Linked DNA regions of Mus musculus: all the other regions are linked to region 1. Evidence: chromatin contacts called from public Hi-C and promoter capture Hi-C data. All regions are on one chromosome and are shown on one strand. Each heading gives the region's core, a stretch centred on a gene start, on an enhancer-like site or on the middle of the called end of the contact. The rest is flanking DNA. Distances are from core to core; before and after follow the strand shown.

Region 1 (3,433 bases), core at 449-2,948:
ACCTTCTTCTAGCCTCATGGGCACCAGGGACCCTCCCTGTGCACATACATATATTCAAGAAAATACTCATATATATCAAATAAACACGGACACAGGGACCCTGTGCACATATACAGGAAAGCAGTCATATATATTAAACAAACAAAGTAAAAGTTAAAAAAAATCCCACAACTTTTGAGTGGAGATGTTGGTCAGTTAGTGACTGTCTAGGGAACATGAAGTCCTGGGTTCAATCCCGGATCCCACGTGGCTGCACAGTGGGGGCTCATGAGTTTTGATCATAGCATCCATATTGGACTGCTCATAAACCAGCTGTGATATCAGCCCTAGGCTACGGCCAGGGGGATTAGAGGGCTGTGAGATCTGTGTTGGAGGGTGGGATCCGACTGCACTCACACACACGGACCCACGCAGAAATCATACACGGAATTAAAAATAGTAACAAACCTTTTTTGTTTTTGTTTTTTGGAGACGGGTTTCTCTGTGTAGTTCTGGCTGTCCTGGAACTCACTTTGTAGACCAGGCTGGCCTCGAACTCAGAAACCCACCTAATCCGCCTGCCTCTGCCTCCCAAAGTGCTGGGGCTAAAGGCGTGCGCCACCATCGCCCACTACAAATCTTTTTTAAAAAGTCAAACTAGCCGGGCGTGGTGGCGCACGCCTTTAATCCCAGCACTCAGGAGGCAGAGGCAGGTGGATTTCTGAGTTTGAGGCCAGCCTGGTCTACAAAGTGAGTTCCAGGACAGCCAGGACTATACAGAGAAACCCTGTCTCGAAAAACCAAAAAAAAAAAAAAAAAAAAAAGTCAAACTAGAGTGGTTGTGCACACCTATAACCCAGCACTCCAGGTGTGGAGATTGCTTTTTGTTTTGTTTTATAGAGACGAGAGTTTCTCTGTGCAGCCCTGGAGCTCACTCAGTACACCAGGCTGGCCTTGAACTCAGAGATCCGCCTGCCTCTGCCTCCTGAAGGATGAGATTATTGTCAGGCACCATCCCACCCAGCCTGAATTTTTAAAGATAAGTTTGAAGCCTTTTATCTTTTAAGATAAGGAGAAATCTAGGTCGGTGGAGCTAGAGAACACTTCCTAGGATGGGACTGAATTCCGACATTGTTACCACCTACAGGTCAAATTAAGACCTACCAAAACCTTAACTCAAGTGCACATTAATACTTGGGTGAATTATCTTTAAAACGTTCCTGGTCATTTTACCACTTATCTACCTGTGTCCTGTAGAACGCTTCCCTCTCACTTCCTTATCTTTCTGGACTTGTGTCCATGCTCAGGACCCCTTTACTCGGCCGTGCACCCCTCTCTCCCGAACTCCTAGGCTTGCTTTAGCTCAGCGCAGGAGGCATTCTTTCCCCAACCCAGCGCCGAGAAGCCTGCGCTGCCCATGCCAACCCTGAGTTTGTGTAAGTGAAACGATCGGCTGTAATTTTAAGATTCCACGTTCCCGCCACCACAAATGAAAGCACAGATTACCTCCTGCGCAGTCTCCGACCGGCCGCTCCCAAGAAACCCCGAAGGGGGCGTGGCTTCGGTCAGTAGGACCGTCCAGCCAATAGACACTCAGCGCGCGCAAGGCCCACGCTCCGCACCCCGCCCGACCACTCGGAACGGAAGTTGACCCTACGGGACCCAGACGCCGAGACCCCGCCCCATCCTAGATCCGTGTCGCTTCTGGAGACGAAGCGGAAGTCTCTGCGTACCTCCAGAAGGCTGGCGAGGGGCGTCATGGCCGCGGACAGTGACGATGATGTGCCTCCAGTTCCAACGCCCTCTGACGGTGAGCGGCTCCCCAGGGATGGCCACAGAAGCCTAAGGGGTCCTGGGGAGGGAAAAGCCTCGGCCCGGTAGCTCGGAGACAGGCCTGTAGTTCTTCTTGCCTCAGCTATCTTAGACTACAACTCCCAGTGTGCAGCGCGTGCAACTGCAAAACCCGAACTGTTGTAGAGTGGAGCAGTGAGGTGGGATGGGTGGTGTGTTTTGGACGGAGCCGGTGGTTGTCAGTCGGTAATACCAGAGTGCGTAGTCGTCCACAGTAAGTGGAGCTTGGGTTTAACTTTGGAGCACTCCGGTAGCTGTTGAGGCATCATGTATATGTGGCTTTATGGGATCGGTTTGTGTTTGAGATAGGAGCATGCTCTGTAGGCTAGCCTTGAACTCGTGGTCCTTCAGCCTAATGCTCCCTAGTCCTGGGATTACAGGCTGGAGGATAAAGAATCCTCAAAGGTTATCTAGTCCACTTTTCTCCTGATCATGATGCAAAAAAGAAATGATTTCCCAGTCCCACATAAAGGCACTAAAAGACACAGATGCCCTTTTTCCAAATTTAGGGCACTGCCCATTTCAGAGCTTGTGTTTAGAGCTGGTAGATGTAAAATCTTTAAGTGAAAGCTTGTCAGTGGGCACCCCTTTGCCCACATCTAGCTTGGTGTTTGCTCCACAGGGACCTTGTGAAACCATCTAAATCCATCAACGCCCTTATCCCCAGGTGGTGTCAACAAAAACACACAACCTGCAGAGGAGTTTGTGGTTCGGGTTCCTGTGGTAGACGTGCAGAGTGACAACTTCAAGGAGATATGGCCATCACTCTTGCTAGCCTTAAAGACAGCTAGCTTTGTGGCTGTGGACACGGTGAGGAGTGGGAGGAAGGGAGGGCAGGTGGCTGTGAAGTGTTTGGTGATGGGTGTGGAAAATAACCACACTTCCTTTACCCACCCATAGGAGCTGAGTGGGCTCGGGGATAGGAAGAGTTTGCTGAACCAGTAAGTATAAGCCTTGCCTGTGATCCCAGCTCTAACAAATATGTAGGTCTCAACCCAGAAGCTAGGGACTGCCAGCCCTGGTAGTTTGGGTTCTTTGTGAAACTAACTCATGCCCAAACCCAACTCTAAGGTGCATTGAGGAACGTTACAAGGCCGTGTGTCATGCTGCCAGGACCCGTTCTGTCCTGTCCCTGGGCCTCGCCTGCTTCAGGCAGCAACCAGATAAGGTAGGAATTACCTTCATCCCAGGTCTGAGGGAGGCATGGGGCCTGAGAGTTGAGATCTTAATGGTGGAAATTTTTCCTCCCAGTTTTTGGTAAAGTAGATCCTCATGTTTTTCAGGGTGAAAATTCTTACTTGGCTCAAGTGTTCAATCTCACCCTGCTATGCATAGAGGAGTACGTTATAGAACCGAAGTCTGTGCAGTTCCTGGTACAGCATGGCTTCAACTTCAACCGGCAGTACGCCCAGGGTATCCCCTACCATAAGGGCAATGACAAGGTAGCTCTCCAGCTTCCTCTGGCCTTGAGTTCGAGTCCCGTGTGGTTTATTTCTTGCTTGCATAGGCCTGGGGGGTGGGGGGTGGGGGACATGTGTGTGACAAGGCTCGAGAAACAAGACCTTTGTGGAAGGGGCAGGGCGGGGTTAGATAATGAGGCGGT
Region 2 (3,433 bases), core at 259-2,758, 1.1 Mb before region 1:
GCTCTTGTCTTAATCTGTTTCCTCCCCAGGTTTACAAAATTGCTGCTCCTCCTGACGGTATGCCAGCCCTTCTTATTCTTACCCAACTTTGCTACTGCTAGAAGGCTGTGTTGGGAAGAGTTTAGTCAATAAGGAGAGAGAAGCCATATAGTAAGCCCAAATTGAGCTTAATATAATTTATCTAAAAAAAAAAAGTTTTAGGCTGGGCATGGTGGTACATAACTTTAATTCTAGCACTTTGGAAGCAGACACAAGTGGGTTTCGGTGAGCTGGAAGCCAGCCTGGTCTACAGAGTTTCAAGATAGCCAGGGCCTCACAGAGAAACCCTGTCTTGGAAAAAAAGAAAAGAAAAGAAAAAGAAAGATCCTTCTGTTTGAAATCATTTCCTTTCCTGCTGACAGGAGTCAAGGAAAGAAAAAGTTGAGCATGGAGAGGAAGTGCCTGCTGGGAGCAGGGCTTGCCTTCCTCCAACCTCAATTTCCCCATTTTAGCTGAAGACAATGAATAAAAATACCCACTCAAGCCCGGGCTACATAGTGAGATCCCCGCTTGAAAACAAAGAAGGTGGAGGATGTGGTTCAGTTGACAGGGTGCGCGGGAGGCACAGCACTTCAGACACCCATCTTGGTGGCACACTCCTGTAATCCCGGGAGTGCTGGGATTAAAGAGGTACACTCCCCACCCCAAGGCAAGAGACTCCATCTCAAAACAAACCAACCCGCCACAGCAGAATAGAGAGAGAACAAAACCTAAGGTAAAGCCATGAGCTATTCTTACTTGAAACATAATGAAAACCTTAACGATTTCCCTTCTCCTCCTCGTTTCACACACACATACACGCGCGCGCGCAGAATAATATGATTTCCCGGTTGCTCCCGAGCAGATCCACAGTGCTTTTTTTTTTTTTTTTAATTGTGGGGCACCAAGTAACTCCTATCTTTCCTCTTCTTTAGCGGGTGCTGATGGTCACCAACACAACCAGTTCCCTGTGCCTGAGCGCCGACCAAACGTGACCCTCTCCCCTCCATTCTTGGCTTCCAACTCCACCCAAAGGCCCCATGAATCACGTCTTCGCAAGAGTTGCACTCCTAGGCAATGTGACTGAGCAAGATGGTCCTCTGCCCTAAGCCGAGAATAGGATAGGGTTCCATAGGACCCCCAACCCACGTGCTCCAAGCCTCCCTCCTCAGGAGCCACCTTCCGGTCCGACGAAAACTACATTTCCCAGGGTGCATAGAGGCGGGTCCTTGCTTCAGGCAGGGGCCCCTGGCGGTGTGCCGTTCCGTCGCCTGTTCGGGGGCGCGCGAGCTAGCACGAGGACAGGGCCAAAGACCCGGAATGAGTTTCCGCGTAGTTCCGCCGTGCCGTGTCTCGATGTGCTTGGCCGTGCCGGGCCAGGACAAGCGTGGGTGGGGGCCTAAGTTGGTGGTACTGGCGACAGGCGCTCGGGACAGCCCGAGTCTTGCTGAGGTCCCCGCCCCGTCCCGGCCGGGCCGGCCTGTCTGTCAGTCACTGGGGCGGAGGCAGCGACCGTAGCGGGGCCAACGCCGGGAGGCGAACAGATCGCGGGCCAGGCGAACGGAGGGGACCTATCTCAGTCCCCCAACTCTACCGACTCTGCCCCAGACTCACGAAACTGCAATCCCGTGCTTCCTTGGACGTCTCCGTATCTCGCGAAGGGCTCTCTCCCGGGTGATCTCCCAGCCCCCCTGACCTCATAGCATCTAGAAGCTCGTCCAGACTGGGGTGTTATGGGTACAGGCCGTTGATTCTGTGACCCCTCACGGGCCAGGGCCTCTGTTTCCCCTATAGGCCTCCCTCCCCTATGACTTTTGATTCAAGGGACAGAGCTGTGACCTCCCACTAGGACCCTTGTCTGGGAGTACCTCACGGACGCCTCCCTTCTGGGAGCCGCCTTAGCGGGTCCCTTTCCGAAGAGCACATCTTTTGACCTCTGCAACCCACTCCCCCTCCAAACGAGGTGGGCAGGCCTCGGCAGCCATGCCCGCCCTGGGCATCCCCTCATCCCACCACCTCCCGGGTACTCAAGCCGGGGTCTAGCAGGGGGCCGACAGCCAAAGGGCTGGGGCAAGAAAGAGATCAGGGTCCACCTCCCTGCCAGGCAGGGAGCAAAGATGGAGCGGCGGGAGGAGCAGCTGGGGGCTGCAGGGGCTGGAGCAGCACCAGCCTTGGACTTCACTGTGGAGAACGTGGAGAAGGTATGAGGGCCTTGGGGTGGGCACTCCAGTGACAGAGCAGAAGTTCTGGGGACTGACACTAATGCCAAAGCTCAGACGCGGGCTCAGTGCCCGCTGGGATGATGCCCCCAGAGCACCTGGTATTTACCATCTCTCTTGGGCAGCCGGCTTGGACAGCAGTGTTGCAGTGCCTAATGGGCTATTTTGGGCTTTCTGTAGACACAGGTCCCCTTTCGGATAGATACTCTAGGATCTTAGGTTGTTCCCTGTAGGGTGCTGAAGGGTTTAGACTTATAACCAAATCGGCTCCTGCCCAGATCCAGGAGAAAAGCAGGCGGAGTTCTGGAGGGAACCAGAAACTCACAAGACCTGCCACTCAGCCACCCCCACCCCCACGTTAGAAACCACACGGATGCTGAATGATCCTGGACCCGACTCACTTTTTTTCAGTCAAAGGCTCACAAAGATATCTGGAGCTAAACCCGTCTGAGTTATATGTTCATTTATCTTCAGAAAGGGTCTTTTCCTTATTGGATGGAAGTCAAACCGGTCCTGGACAGGCAGGAGTGTGCCTGGCTCTCTTGTTTTGTGCTGGGTCCAAGGGGCTTGGCTCTGCTGGCAACTTTACAGGGCCCTTCCTTCCTTACCTGCCCACATGGCTTTCTGCCATGGCCTCCTTCCAGACTTCTCCATTGCCCAGGCCATCTTTTTCTATTCTATTCTTCTCCCAGCAGCCTGGAATGCAGGAATGCACCCGCCCCACCCCCAATACTCCCAAGGATGATCCGAGAGGTAGGGGTATCCTACTGGATAGCAAGGGGCAGTCATAGAAAAACATTTGTTGTTCTTGAGGCTTGTTTACCTAACAAATGTTGAGAACACATATCTTCTTGTTCGGTCTCTTGTCTCCTTTTGCTTCCTTGAGTGGCTGGCTGTACAAGGGACAGTAGCCATAACTGGCTTTCAGGGGGCGGGAGGGTACAGATTTGGTTAATCCTAGTTGGATGGAGTCCATTTAGGGAACCTGGCTGGCCCTTGGGGCTGGACAGTGTTGGCATGGTGGCACATGGTTGGTTTCATGTGCTGCCAGGGAGATGAGCCATTGTTTTCTCTCTGCATGAAGTCCCAATGGAGTTGGGCCTTGGGGATTCTGCTGCTGACAGCTCCCGGGTAGGCACTTGCTTAGGCTGCTTCTGGCCAAGGCCTCTCTGCATCATCTGATTGGAGACTTACTT
Region 3 (3,433 bases), core at 552-3,051, 1.1 Mb after region 1:
GGAAAAGTCCTTAACTAACCAGTCTTAACAAAAGCACACAGATTCTGAGCCCGCTAAAAGATCACAAATCTTTTAGGACCCAAGCCCTTTGCCTAACTCTGGTCTCTACACCCCAACGGACTCCCTTTGCTTTTAGTTTGCTCTCTGACAGGTCCAAATGGCTGAGGTTTCCTTCAGTTGCCTCACAAACTGACCTCTTAATCCCCCAATCCTCAAAGCTCATTTGTTTAGTGGTTGCTCTACCTGAAACTGGTTTGGTAAAAAAGACTGCTCCCCCCACCCCCATATTATTTATCGAAGGTTCACACTTTCAACAGTAAGCCCTTCACCATATTCTCCTATCACCAATATCTAAGCTGGTTAAGAAACACAAAACGAGTATTGGTCTTAAGGTCCCTTGACCTACTTTTTAAAAATGCCTAGCCCCAAGAGCCTCTCTGCTCCTCTGTCTCCATGAGTAACCTTTTTAATTCCTTCTTGGGCTATGAGCCCATTCCCCAAGTCCACACTTCCACCCTAGATTTGAAGCTCTTGTTAGACATTAGAGTGACTGCTTACTCTTTATTAAGAGTTAGAACTTGCCCTGTCCAACATCCTTTCTCCCTGTTTTCCAAGGCCTACTTCCCTTTTTCTTCCAAGGGACTCCCCTCTCCTTCTCATCCATTTGCCCGGCTGGTAGTAGTGCAAGATGCCTTTTGCCCATTTCAGCCCTCCCCACTGCTACACTCACTTGACAAAACGAGAGCGATTTCCAATTGCTCCAAATTCCTCTTCGTCTGTGCTGGACTCTGAGTCTGAGTCAGGAGGCTCAGTGCGAAGCAGGCGGTGGCTGCCTGAGCCTTGCTTGGTCTTCTTTCTCCGATGGTCACCAGCCAGGCCGATCAACGCATTGAGCTCTTTGCGCTTTTTCATCTTTTTGTGGGGGGTGAGTGGCGGGCCCACTCCTGAGCTGCCAGGTTCGTAGCCAACACCCAACTCTCTCGCTGACTTGGAGCTGCCTTCCAGGGTTGGAAATCCTGGGCCTGAGCCCCCTGATCACTCCCACCCAGAGGTGGGACTGACCAGATCTACTGAGGGCTGGAGAATAGAGCCCAGAGAAAATTGGACTCAGGTGGATGGGGGATGGGGGGTGGGGGAAGTTACATAGAGATGGCCAAGGAACTGGAGATCTAAATGGATAAATTTCTGAAACAACTATTACCTGTCAAAAGGAAAACGAAACAAAACAACCCGCTAAGTCAAGCACGAGATTCTAAGTCGTGTAGGCAACCAATATTTCTAGGAGTGCTCCAGAAAGCGGGAGAAAGATACACAAAACTAAGGTACTTTAGATCTCTGGGACAAGATTCCCAATGCAGAAGGAAAATAAACTTGTTTTTGAATGGGAGGAGAGGAGACTTTGCAGAGCAGGCAGTGGGAACTCGCTGATCCTTAACTGGAGAGGTGGTGACAGGAGAGCGCCAACACTGCCTGGGCGCCTAGAAAACTCCCAGGCCGGGACGCCCACCAGGATTCGGGATGATCACCTTCCCGTGGCTTCTGTCCTGAGTTTGTAGAGACCCGCGCGAGAGGAGCGGGAGCCCTGCTGCTAGGGCCTGGAGGGGGCGCAGTGATGAGGGGTGACCACCGCTCCGCCAGCCTGAAGTGTTCCGCCACCAGCGACTTCCGCAACTCACACGCGCCGCGGCCAGTCCAGCCGCGTCTCCGGCCCCTGCTTCGGTCGCGACTTCTCTGGATGTGCTGGCGGTGGCGGCCGCCGCAGGCTCCAGACCCGGGCCATAGCTCCAGTCTTAGCTCACTTCCCCTTTGGCAGCGGCCCCGGGCAAGGCTTGCCAGTAAGCCGCGCCCCCATTGGGCGCCCCTTGGTGACGTCACGCAGGAGGGCGCGTGTGGTGCTGGGGAGGTGGAACGTTAAAGGGGCCGCGGCTCTGGCTCGTGCTGGGTCTGGAGCCACAGTTAGTAGGCCCCGCCCCTGTCGGACCGCGGCTGACCGCATCAACTTACAGCGGAGGCAGAGTTTTGCTTGCTGAGAAGCAGGGGCGGGGACTGGCACCCGAGGCTCCACCTTCTGAAAAGTTCTTGAAAGACTCCATCCCTCTTACTCTTAGGTTCTTTAGGCTCATTGTTTTAATGGCCCAGTTGAATAATTCATCCGTCCTTCCATCCATCCCTCCACCCATCTATCCATCTATCCACCCACCCACCCATCCATCCAATAAATATTTACTGGTGGTGAAATATCGAGACTATTCTAGCTCTGGGGATGCTGCCATAAACACAATAACCAATGTGTTTTCCTTTCTGTATAGAGTTGCCAGATTTAGCAAATAAAATACTGAACACTAGTAAATTTCCAATACCAGATAAACAGTGATTTTTGGGGAGGGGGGAGGGAGTTGGACAGAGGCTTTCTATGTAGTCCTGGCTGCCCTAGAGCTAGCTATGTAGACCAGGCTGTTCTTGAACTCGCAAAGATCTGCCTGCCTTGGTCCTGAGTTCTGGGATTAATGGCATGCATCCTCACACCTGGTTTAGCTATTTTTTTTTTAAATTATAAGAGCCCTCCAATATCTATGACAACTTCATATTGAAAAATAATTCATTGTTTATCTGAAATTTAAATTCAATTGGGCTTCCTCTATTTTATCTGCTCATCTGCTCCAGCTTGTATTTGAGCATGAAAGCAACAATAGGCACACATATTACACTTTAGAAGTGGATGCATATTATGAAGGAAACCCAAATAAGATAGGGTGAGGCATGCCTGTTGTCTTTGATGAAGGGATTTTTGGGCATAGATCCTTAGGAAGCCAGAGAGTAAGTAAAATGGTATCATGAAGGAGTGCTCAGAAAGACCTGGTTTGGAAAAAAAAAAGTGATAGGAAATGAAGTTACAGAAACATCAGGAAGTAAACCTTGCAGGGTTTTGTAGAAGGAGTTTGAAAAACCATTGAGGAACATACTCTGAATTTTCAGTTTATAGAAGATGACTCTAGGGGCTGCAGAGATGGCTCAGGGATTAAGAGAGCACTGACTGCTCTTCCAGAGGACCTGGGTTCAATTACTAGCATCTGCATGGCAGCTCACAACTGTCTGTAACTCCAGTTCCAGGAGCTCCAAGGCCCTCATATAGACATACACGCAGGAAGAACACCAATGCACATAAAATTAAAAATAAGTAATTTTTTAAAAAAAAGATGACTCTGACTACTGTTTGGAAAATAAACAACAAAAAGAGAGGGAGCCAAGTATTTCTTCGGTCTGGATAGACATGAAGAGGACAGCGGAGTGGCAGTAGTGGGGATGGCCAGTATGCTGTATGCTTCTTGTAGATAGAGTTAAAGATATTTGTCGGTGGATTAGATGAAAGAAAATTAAAAAAAAAAAAAAAAAGGAGCCATGGACAACCCTAGAAGTTCGGAACGGTGCTGTG

What was found. Hi-C and Micro-C count contacts between places; a contact is called where the count stands out from the background. Capture Hi-C pulls out chosen DNA fragments and counts their contacts.
Region 2: a promoter capture Hi-C map of adipose tissue shows a contact between it and region 1, with 4 times the contacts expected there. The contact joins the promoter of Ipo13 here to the promoter of Toe1 in region 1. A contact is called at or near these places in 2 of 39 promoter capture datasets (erythroid cells and pre-B cells), 1 of 484 Hi-C or Micro-C datasets (CD4 T cells) and 1 of 9 other capture datasets (adipose tissue).
Region 3: a contact with region 1 is called in a Hi-C map of CD8 T cells, with 4 times the contacts expected there. The contact joins the promoter of Efcab14 here to the promoter of Toe1 in region 1. A contact is called at or near these places in 1 of 39 promoter capture datasets (pre-B cells), 1 of 484 Hi-C or Micro-C datasets (CD8 T cells) and 2 of 9 other capture datasets (adipose tissue and liver).

What each region holds. Positions count from the first base shown.
Region 1 is chr4:116,805,824-116,809,256 of GRCm38.p6, reverse strand. It overlaps Toe1 (target of EGR1, member 1 (nuclear)), which reads left to right and starts at 1,698. Exons shown (of 8, transcript NM_026654.2): 1 at 1,698-1,789; 2 at 2,498-2,640; 3 at 2,731-2,771; 4 at 2,902-2,998; 5 at 3,114-3,272. The coding sequence starts at 1,738. Mutyh (mutY DNA glycosylase) reads right to left here and starts at 1,523. Exons shown (of 16, transcript NM_133250.2): 1 at 1,486-1,523.
Region 2 is chr4:117,913,074-117,916,506 of GRCm38.p6, reverse strand. Ipo13 (importin 13) reads left to right here and starts at 1,508. Exons shown (of 20, transcript NM_146152.3): 1 at 1,508-2,219. The coding sequence starts at 2,136.
Region 3 is chr4:115,736,138-115,739,570 of GRCm38.p6, reverse strand. Efcab14 (EF-hand calcium binding domain 14) reads right to left here and starts at 1,801. Exons shown (of 11, transcript NM_001368627.1): 1 at 731-1,801. The coding sequence starts at 912.